Regions from separate parts of the Hordeum vulgare genome. Here region 2 is linked to region 1. Evidence: chromatin contacts called from public Hi-C data. All regions are on one chromosome and are shown on one strand. The core of a region is the stretch at or near the end of the contact, and the rest is flanking DNA. Distances in the headings are between cores, read along the strand shown.

What was found. A called contact is a pair of places that touch in the nucleus more often than the background predicts.
Region 2: a Hi-C map of leaf shows a contact between it and region 1, with 2.6 times the contacts expected there. The contact joins the promoter of LOC123440176 here to the enhancer-like site in region 1. A contact is called at or near these places in 1 of 6 Hi-C or Micro-C datasets (leaf) and 1 of 1 datasets of contacts at active chromatin or transcription factors (embryo).

Annotation. Positions count from the first base shown.
Region 1 is chr3H:464,189,129-464,194,404 of MorexV3_pseudomolecules_assembly, reverse strand. The region is part of intron 1 of LOC123444283 (tryptophan aminotransferase-related protein 3-like); the gene reads right to left. Among protein-coding and RNA genes, the nearest start is that of LOC123444283, 7.3 kb to the right of the region's middle. Within about 2 kb of position 2,259, at least 2 of the 3 cell types and tissues checked have open chromatin away from gene starts, as enhancers often do.
Region 2 is chr3H:464,247,524-464,252,799 of MorexV3_pseudomolecules_assembly, reverse strand. It overlaps LOC123440176 (zinc finger A20 and AN1 domain-containing stress-associated protein 2-like), which reads left to right and starts at 3,074. Exons shown (of 1, transcript XM_045116750.1): 1 at 3,074-4,064. The coding sequence starts at 3,390. The coding sequence ends at 3,797.

The DNA.
Region 1 (5,276 bases), core at 1,010-3,509:
AACCGCGCCATCCCTCGGGATAACTAAAGTGTCATACCGCGGGTAAGTAACGTAGCTGCATCAGGACGTGTGAACATATTTGTTTCGTGCCACACACGCGGGATGGAAATGAGTAATAGTTGTTAGACGTCGCATGAAGTAGTTGCCTCCATACATGTGGGAGATTCTAATGTTCGCCCACACACGACCATGCGGGTTGGGTCCTAATTATACCACACAGGATGTGTGGGGCGCATATCTAATATGCCACATCTATGATGAATATGGGGACCCTAAATTTATAAGTCTGCATCTGAAAATGATCGCCCTGGCATTAGCATGTTGTGTTTCGTTTTTGTTGTCGGCTAAGAGCATCTATAGACGGATTTGATAAATTTGATTTATTATATGCTTGTGATACATCTTAATTTTGTAACTTTGCATCTGAGTCTTTTTTTCGAAAACTCTACATCTTAGTCTTCATATTACAACCCATAAATCCATATAATAAAGTATGCAAAAAATTATACATACTACGTACTGCCCTATCTATCGTCGTTGGAGATTTCCATGCAGGGGCGGAGACAGGGGGGACGAGCACGGGACTGCCCCCCCCCCCCAACGATTGACGAAACCTGAAGTATATAGTGTATATTTGATTGATATGACCTAGTACATAAGTATTTGCCCCCCTATCAACGACCAAATCCAAATCCTGGTTCCGTCACTGTGTCCATGGCATCCGTGCTGGATGTCGGGTAGACGGCCACGTAGGAAGGCACCGGCTCCTTCTCTTCCTCCTCGACCTCATCCAAATAAGCAAGCATCACTGCCTCCTCCGCGACATGTTCCGCCCCCATCTCCTGTTGACAACGGCGTCCGCAGCCTCCGCATCTGACTCCGAGTGGATGGAATTATGGATGGCCTACTGTTTCGTCTATAGATCCGCTCTCCAGCGTCTCCCACATCCTTCGTCGGCTCCTCCTCCTCCTCCCCCTAAACCTCCTCCTCCTCTTCTTCCTCCTGTTCCTCCAACTCCTCCTTCGGATCCACAGCATCCGAAGGTAACCCCGCGGTGATCCAGCCTTCGGGCCTTGCTTGGATCTATTCAAGGAGCTGAAACCGGTAGTCTCACGTTAGAAAGTGGCGGCAGCATGGGAGCTTGGCTTAAATAGCCGGGCCAGGGAGGGCTACGGCGGACTGGGAGTGGAAGCGGCGGCGGCAACAGACGGGAGGAGGAAAATGTGAAGGGGTAGGGTTTGTTGCCGACAGTCAGGTTCAATAACTAGGCTAGGGACTACGTGGCCCATGACACCGGCGCCACGCGTCGTTCACACCCCTCACCGGAGTAGACGTTCGTTGGATCATCGGGTATTTGAGTGATTCTGCATGGGTCCATGATGCCAGACCGACGCGGCGGACACGTCCATGCGCACACAGGCGCTTCATATCTGCCACATATTTAGACTGGATATAAGTTGTGTCGGTCAACCAGAAATTTTAAGGACCGTTTAAGGCAACCGTCTGGATCGTTATTTTATGATCGATCAATGACTGGACGGATTTTTTAGTCTATTATGATCCCACTAGATTTTATTCTTTATTCTATTAAACACCTTTTTTAATTGTCCCATGGCTAAACTCGTATGGCGCTCGCTTCACATCACGTTTAACATCAGTCCCCCTAATAGTATTACCGCGTTTTTTGGGACGTGGTTACAGGGGGTTGATGTTCAAGTCGCTAAACTTATTCGTGTCGGATCATGTGCACTATTTTGGGTTGTATGGAATTGCAAGAATGACTTAGTGTTTAACAGACAACGCGATATTCATTTTTTGCAGGTTATCGTCAGGGCCAGTGCCTTGATCCGTACGTGGTCGCTACTTACTCCTGTGAAAGCCAGGGAGCCTTTGGTTACTGGGTGTATCCCATAGGAGATGGTACCTCAGGGTATCTTCAACCGGTTTGGACGACGACATATTAATAGGATAGGTGTTTAGTCATCTAGGCCTATTATTATTATTTTAGCTCTGGCGAGCCAAGCGCCATGTATCTTTTTATTTGTTATTTGCTTCACAGACTTTGTTCAAACCTGATTTTGAATTTAATATATGGTTGCATGGATCTCTCGATGCAAGAGGCCGGGGGTCCGCCTCCTTTTCAAAAAAAAAAAGTTAGATGCTGCAAACATTTTTTTAGGGGTAGATGCGGCAAATACTATAATGTGCGACACGCCCATGCAAAATTGCCGTAACACTGGGCCACTCTAGACCCTGGATGCATGGTGGTCTGCAGTGTGGCCACGACCCAGGAATGGGGCCGAATGAGATGGTAATGAATGGGCCTTGTCGCTAGAGTTTTTAAAGGAACACGTGAAAGTGTTAAGTACATTGTCGAACTAACCGTAAAATATTCAAACTGGACTGTACAGTTGTGCGACCACTGCTCAAAAATAGAAAAAACACGGATTTTGTAATAACATGTGTTCATTTTTACAGTAATATAAACTTAAAAAGTTACTGCATCAATGGAGGAACATAAATGATTTGGCTACACATGGCCTCGATTTTTATCTCTAATTAATTTTATAAATTATTTAGAAATATGAAAAATAACTATAGCAAAAATATTGTGGTTTTGGACCAGCCAGTCAAGCAAACATGTAATTATGCCAAAAAGGCAAGGAAAAAGAACCGAGAGAAATGAGAAATGCCCTTTCTACACAACAAAAAGAGATTTGTGTCAAAAAGATAACAAAAAAGACAAATAAAAGTCAGAAAATATCATTCATATACAATAAAAATGCACTTGTGCCAATGCCACTGAAACTTGACACCTCGTATAGCTACCAATAAAGCTATATCAAAAGGTGTTGTAGCTACCATCATGCATATGAAATCGCTTCCCAATGGAGGAAAGTCATGAGACGAAGCTAGCGACGACGACTTTGAAGCATCTTTTTGTGTGTGTGCAGGAAGTATAATATTGATGTATTTTTATCAAAGATATAACTTTTAGTTTTATCAATGATATTTGTGGTTTATGTTTCTTTCGATGTTTTTGATCTGATGTATTTCATGTCAAAAGTAATAACCTTTTGCTAAAAAAAATTAAAAAATGCACCAATCCTAACACATGCCAGCTACAATAATACTCTTTTCTTGCGGGAGCTCTACAATAGTTCTTTTTCTTTTGCGATGGGCTACAATAGTTCTTTGGACGAAAGAGATTATGCATGGTCCGATTAGCAAGCCATGGGATAACACTGTTGTGATTCTCCAATCGAGTGACAATTAGGTAAGTCAAGGGCGACATAGTTGCGTGAGTTCAAGTTTTAGGTCACACGAAAGGCATGGGTGCAGTGATTAATCTAGCATTACAATAAACGTAGGCTCAGAACATCAAGTTTCTAAGCCTAATTAGCAATTGCATTATGATTCTTTATCAAGATATTATATTTCATAAAACAAATTGGTATCATGTCTTCATTTTTTGTTAATAATGATTTTGTAAATTCTGCTTTCAAAAAATATGTATCAAAATGGATTTTGTTTTTGTAAAATTATGAAAGCATGTTACCTATTGTTTGTCCAAGCTAACCGAGGTCTCTAAAACCTCCTTTCCATTTGATGGCATTCCCTTCCTAAATTTTCCCTGACTTACTTCCCCCATGTGCAAAACCGCCATGAGATCGTCATCTAAACCACTTCACTCTTGAAAGCAATGAAGGAAGCTTGATCGGGGCTAGTGATGGAGTCGTGAAAGATAAGAAGACATGAACCAAGAAAGTTACTAGGTGTGTCTCCGACTTGGGCATAATTTCACATTTATTTGTACAACATGAAGCTTTCTTAGGGTTGTTGTGTTTCGTGAGCCAGATCAAAATGATGTGAATCAACAAAAGTCATGGGTGTGCCCTCAACTTGGGTAGAGCATGTGCTAGCATGAAAAAGGTCTAATATTATGGATCAGGTTAAGCTTTACCACATGAATGGTTTTTAATGCAAAATAGTTTCCACAGTGAAGATGATATGTTTAGATGATATGTTTAGTTGATTCTTGATTTTCTCAGTAAGTGTGTTGGAGTTTGAGATTGTCGCATGGCTCAACCTATACGACTTTCGAGAGCCTCGGATATCACTTCCACGCACCCACCCATTATTTATCGTATCGTCCTGCCACCAAAGAAAGCTGCTAGAGGCAAATGGTTGCGGTAAGGCCCTTATTTTGTCCATCGCCCATCTCACATTGCTCCTCGTCCTTGTCCTAGGGTGAATGTCCAATGTGTAATTGATTCCTCCTAGCTTATGGGATGCCTACTTGTCGTTGGATGATTATATTCATGATACACCACTGAGTGGTTTCGTTTTCGGTGGAAACATGCATCATTCGAGGTACAACACAAGGGTGATTTGTAGAAAACAAATGTGGAACTGATCTAGATTTTTGTACCGTGTTTTTATGGTGAGTATGCATCGATCTTGGAGGTCTAACTTACCCTAGTCGTGTCTTCCTCCCTCGTCAAACGTGTTCTTGATTGGGTGCTTGCATGCCAATACAAATCTAAAGTCTAGTGTCACCTTAATTTATTCTCCGGACTTTTGCATCTTAGTGACCCTTAGATTGCTTATGTAGACATATAATGTAGCTCTAGGGTACATACACAGTCTCGTTGGAGTTCTCAATGCTTAGTCGATGTGGTGCGTCCGCTTTTGAGGTGTGTGTGGGCACTTTCAACTTCCATGTCTTTCTATATTCTTCGGTCTTAAACCGTATGGTGGAGAGGCTCGGAAGAAGAGTGAAGGAACTAGGGACTTAGTCAAACCTAAGTCCCTAGTTCCTTCGCCCTTCTTATGTGTATGTTTGCATCATCACCAAGATAAATCAAATCCCTGCTATGAATTTGGTTAAGCATGTTACCATGGAAGACCTTTTTATGTGTATGTTTGCATCATCACAAAGATAAACCATTGTTAGGATTACAACTTGCATCCCAAAGAATCCTCAACAACACGATTTTATATTGGGGGCACCACATGGGTTGAACATATAAAAGCATAAATAGGAGTGATTGTTTGTTCGGTGCAGGTGTGTATGTACTGTATATGACCATCTCGGTTTGTAATGTTTTTGTACGAAAACGATTCGAATTTATTGTCACACCTTTCGTACAACTTTTTACTAAAATTATAATAAAGTTGTGCCTATTAATTTGGATTGGAAGGAGTAGAAAATTACAAGTAACCAATATCTAACTTCCTTTTTTGCTCAGATAATATCTAACTACTTTAACAAC
Region 2 (5,276 bases), core at 1,825-4,324, 58 kb before region 1:
TGTTGATGACAAACTCATATTTGGAACCAACCTAAAAGTTATTGAGTAGGTTAAGTCTTTTCTATGGGACCTTTGAGATGAAAGATCTTGGTGTCATGATGTTATGTTGAACATCAACCTATTGAAAGATAATGATGATTGTATTGCACTTCTACAATCCTACTATGTTGAGAATATTTTGAGTCATTTTAGATATTCAGATTGCAAAACTTCTCCAACACCATATGATGCTAGTGTGCGGATTTGAAAGCTCAAATGCACAACTAAAGATCACTTGAGATACTCCCAAATTATTGTTTTACTCATCTATCTTGTTTGTACTACAAGGCCTGGCATCGTGTTTGCTATGAGCAAAATGAGTCGTTCTTTTCCCAATCCGGGAGATGTACATTGGCATGCTCTTGAAAGAGTTATGCGTTACCTAAAGGATAATGTTTGCTATAGACTTCACTATACCATATACCCATCGGTACTTGAAGGGTATGGTGATGAGAGTTGGATATATGATGCTGATGAGACAAAGGTCACAAGTGGGTATGTGTTCACACTTGGAGGTGGCCTTGTTTCATGGAATTCTTGCAAGTAATCTATCTTAACGAAGTCGAGCATGAAAGCCGAACTCACAACACTAGACACATCTTGTGTCAGAGCAGAATGACTTCGAGAGTTTTTGATGGACTTTCTAGTGGTTGAAAAGCCTATTCCTGCTATATTTAACAATGAGACAATTATTTTCAGGGGAAAGTGTCCAAAGAACAACATGCAATCCACGAAGCACATAAGAAGGAATTAAAATCTACCACATATGCAAAGAGACTCTAGAGTGACAACACTGAATTATATCCAAACGGCTAAAAATCTAGCATATGAAAGAAGATCACAACCTATGTGAAAGAAGATCAAGTGTAGTAGGACTTGGCGTAAACAAGATACGGGTAACCGAGGAGAGTAACCTAATAATCCGCCCCATTGGTGATGCGGTACTCTTGGAAACTGCATGGCATGTTGACGTTTGTCTTAATGTGTTATGTGGCTTTATAAGCAAGATGCAATCCTGCAGAGCAATCTTTGGAAGTACTTACCTATATGAGCTCATCTTCTTATCACAGTCTAAGATATAGCATGATCTCTAGTAAGTTGGCGAATAGGACATGAGTGTGACTAATATGCTCCACCGAGGGATCAGCCTTTGGCGACCTAGTACCGATAGGACAATTGGCGAAACTTCTTTATGCCAAACTGACAATTCCATGCATATTCTATTGTTCAGTTGTAAATGGGCGTAGTTCTTTGCTTTAGGTGGATGTTGAGCCTTAACTAGTCTCCATTAAAAATATTAAAAGTAATGGTATATCAAAACAATATTTGGAACATAGAACATCACTATGGGCTTTTGAGATTTGTTGGAGGATTGTTGAAATATAAGATTGGCTTTAGGCCCATCCAACAATTTTAAAAAATCTCTAAGGACCGATATGGGTGTCATGAATAGGTGGTGAGAAGTTTACTACCCCCGTTAGTGTAGGAACTTTTTGACCTCTTTAAAAGGGACCCTCTTCCATATTTTGTTAGTTCTTGCGAAGAGGAGTTGTTCCCGTGCGGACCTCCTCTGTTGTCCGCCTCAACATGCCTTACCCCCCCCCCCCCGCCGCGCACGCGCGTCGTGTCTCGTCATCGAGCCGAGCCAAGCTCAAACCTATATATGTATGCGTGTGCTTAGTTTTTGTTGGTCAAGACGAGATAATTGATTGTCAATTAATTACGAGTCATTAATGGACGCGTCATGAATCTGAGACATCGGATCACGTGTTGTTGCCGACTCGAACGCGGGTTCAATCCACGTCTCCTTACGAGACCGAGTCCATATATTAGAGGCGTCAACAACCCTAATTGCCGCCCAACTCAGATCACACTTGCTTCGCCTCCATGTGCACTAGCCAAAGTCGTTCCTTTCAGTGCTGCTGCTTTTCAGTGACTCCATTCCTTCCACCGCGTAGATGACTGTATGTGAGGGCAGGCCTCTGAAATCCCATCCTTTGAGATCCTCCACCGGGAAAATGATGATTAGGGTTTTGGGGAGCGTCTCCTACGCGACTGCTCGCTACCGTTCGTCTACGTCTACTATTTGTCTACGTCCTCATCGTCTTCACCGTCACAATGTCCACCAAATGTCCACTGAAGTCATGAAGCTCACTCTTGAGAAAGAAGAACGCCGACGAAGTTGCCGTCGTCGTCGCAACTACGTACTGGCCAACTAGAGCCTAGATGGTATAACTCATTTCCTTCTCTTGTTCTTTACTGTTTTTTACGTTGCTTAGAGCATGTACAGTCGAACGCCTGAATTGACCCCTCGTAGGTCCACGGACGAGCTCGGTGAGTGACCGGACAGGAGAGAGAACAAAAAAAAGTAACCCAACCAGACCCCTCATATCACCCTTATACGTCCGGAATGTCCACAACCCCTCATATCGATCTCAAATATGGAGAGGATATAAGGGCTTGCGGACGCGTCCGAGCGCGCCGGTACAGTGCGTCACATAGGACGCGACCCCATCCCAGACCATCGTTTTCTTTTCTTTATTCATTCTTTTCTTGTTCTCTTTTTCTCTCCATCAATCACATGAAAGTTTCTGGACATATGCGGGAAAAAAATTAAGAGTATGGTTGCGTGGACAGACAAATAGGAGACATGCCAGGTCACTGACCGAACGCGTTCGCGGGCGTTTAGGGGTTATATTCGTGATTTCCGGCTGTAGATGCTCTTACAGTTTATGCTATTTGCATGGTAGATACAAGTACATGATTAATGCCATGTTTATGATTTCCTTTTGAATTAGATTTATCGAAAATTGTTGTATACTCAACAAAAATTAGCACCGGACCGGGCCAACTGCTCCATTATTTTATTTAGGCCGATTTTTTAGTTGGGCCCATGCTACTTGTTGGACTAATGTCGGCTTGACTAGTTTGGGCTCAACAGATTCTCTCTCTCAAGAAGAAACGAAAGGTTGAGTCCCAGACCACAGAACATCTCCCGCTGTCCGATCCTCTCAGGCTGAACGGTTGTGCTAACAAAACAGAGTTTCACCTGCAGCGCGCGGAACCGCTCACCGCCGCGCTTGCACTGCGTCTGCATGCCCGCGTAAAACACGAGCTCCAGTCCCGGTGCCCCATCCCCGCCGAAAGAAACGACAGTACGGCACCGTCGGTCACACACTGATAGATACCGGATCGGTCATCGGTCTGATCCACCACTTTCCGGAAGCCTCCCGCATCAAGCTGCGTCTGCGTCGGTGCTGTCCCTCCCCTCCCCTCCCCTCCCACATCTCCTCGCCTCCAATCCCCAACGACCACCAAGCCGACCGCGTGCGTGATTCGTCGTGCAAACGATGGAGCAGGGCGGCAAGAACCCGGACAGCCCCGATCAGCTCCCGCTCCCCTGCGCCAACGGCTGCGGCTTCTTCGGCTCCCCGGACACCGGCGGCCTCTGCTCCAAGTGCTTCCGCGACAGCCTTCGCCGCGCCGAGGCCCAGGCCCAGCTGCAGGCGTCGGTGGCGGCGACGTCCAAGGAGGCGGAGGAGGAGGGGGCGAGTAGGGCAAAGGCGAGGAGCAGGTGCGCGTCGTGCGGGAGGAAGGTGGGCCTGATGGGGTTCGAGTGCCGGTGCGGCGGCGTGTTCTGCGGCGAGCACCGCTACTCGGACCGGCACGACTGCTGCTACGACTACAGGGGCGCCGGCCGCGACGCCATCTCCCAGGCCAACCCCGTCGTCAGGGCTGATAAGGTCGACAAGTTCTGAGCTCTTAAGTTTGGGTTCCTTCGGCTCCAGTTCATCGACGAAGGTGTGGTAGTGGGTGTGATCGTCAAATACTTCCGTGTGTGGAGTTCAGTTTATAAACATGTTGACCCATAAAGTTAAAACAGTGATTTCGGCCAGAGCGATGGACTCAGGTCCGATGGTTTGTACTCCTGAATTCCAGATACAGAATCCAAATGGACGATTCTGTCATTTTGTGTGGTTTCTTTTCGCTAGTACTCCTACGTGTGTTGCGCTTCTCCCGTCTTCTTTTTGTTTTGCATTGGAGTAAGTTTGAGCAATGGATGCTATCTCATCACATTAAACCTCTGTTACTAAATATTTGTTATTAGGGAAAACTAGACCAGTTTCCCAACAATAAATATTATGATACGGAGGGGAGTAGTTTCCAGGGCCATTCGAGTTATGCCCAGTTCCAGCCACGGCCCATGGCTGTCTCGTTATTCCATGCATCATCATGTTAGTTAGCCGTCTCACGCTGTATGCTACTTGCTCCACTGTTCTACAAGATCATGCGCTCTAGGCATGGTACTATCACTGAAGATGGTTCTTCAGTCAGTTCAAACTAGTATGTCTGAAGCCTAAATAGGAGAACAACAATTATCAGGCAGTTTCCCAAGCGAATGGTCTATAATTTTCTCCCTAGATCAGTCACAATGAAGAGTAACTTATACTAGTAACATACACGTTATTTTAGCCTATATTACTAACTTCATAGTAGGTAGTAACATATGAGAAAATACACTTTGGTTACCATATGAGAAAATACCCTTTGGTTACCATATGAGAAAACACACTTTGGTTCTTGGTTGTATATTCATCTTATATGAATTATTATTTTAATAATTAAGTAAAAAGTCAAGATAGTTTTAAAGTATTCTTAGATTAAACTTGACTTTATTTGCACCAGTATATAAATTTTTAGGAAAAAAGTTAACATTTACTACTGGACAAAAAGATAAAATTTATTTGGTATTATAGATTACTATTCATACTATCTTGATCGAAAATTTGTCTTTTTTTCCAGAAAAAAGTGAAAATTTAATTATTTTTTGTGAACATTTTCTCACAAATATAATGGAAGGTCAAGTTTATTTTAAAAATATTTTCAATTTTTTAAATTTTTATTAAATTGCTAAATTTATTTTGCATATATATACCCAGGTTCCAAAAGTTCCTTGTAACATTTGTGTAATATACACGCTATCATATGTGTAATTTACACGCTGTCCCATAGTAAGTAGTAACATATGTGTAACGTTATGCAAAGCATTATTTACTAGGTTATAGATTTAAGCTTTATTTATTAGGTTAAAGACTTATTTTGTCTTGATATATGTAATGTTATTCATAGACTCAATGACTATATAAGTTACTCAATTTAACTTTTTTCCTTATTGACTCATTATCACATAGTCAAATTTATTGAGTTGGACCCGATGTTAATTTTAAAGTTACTGT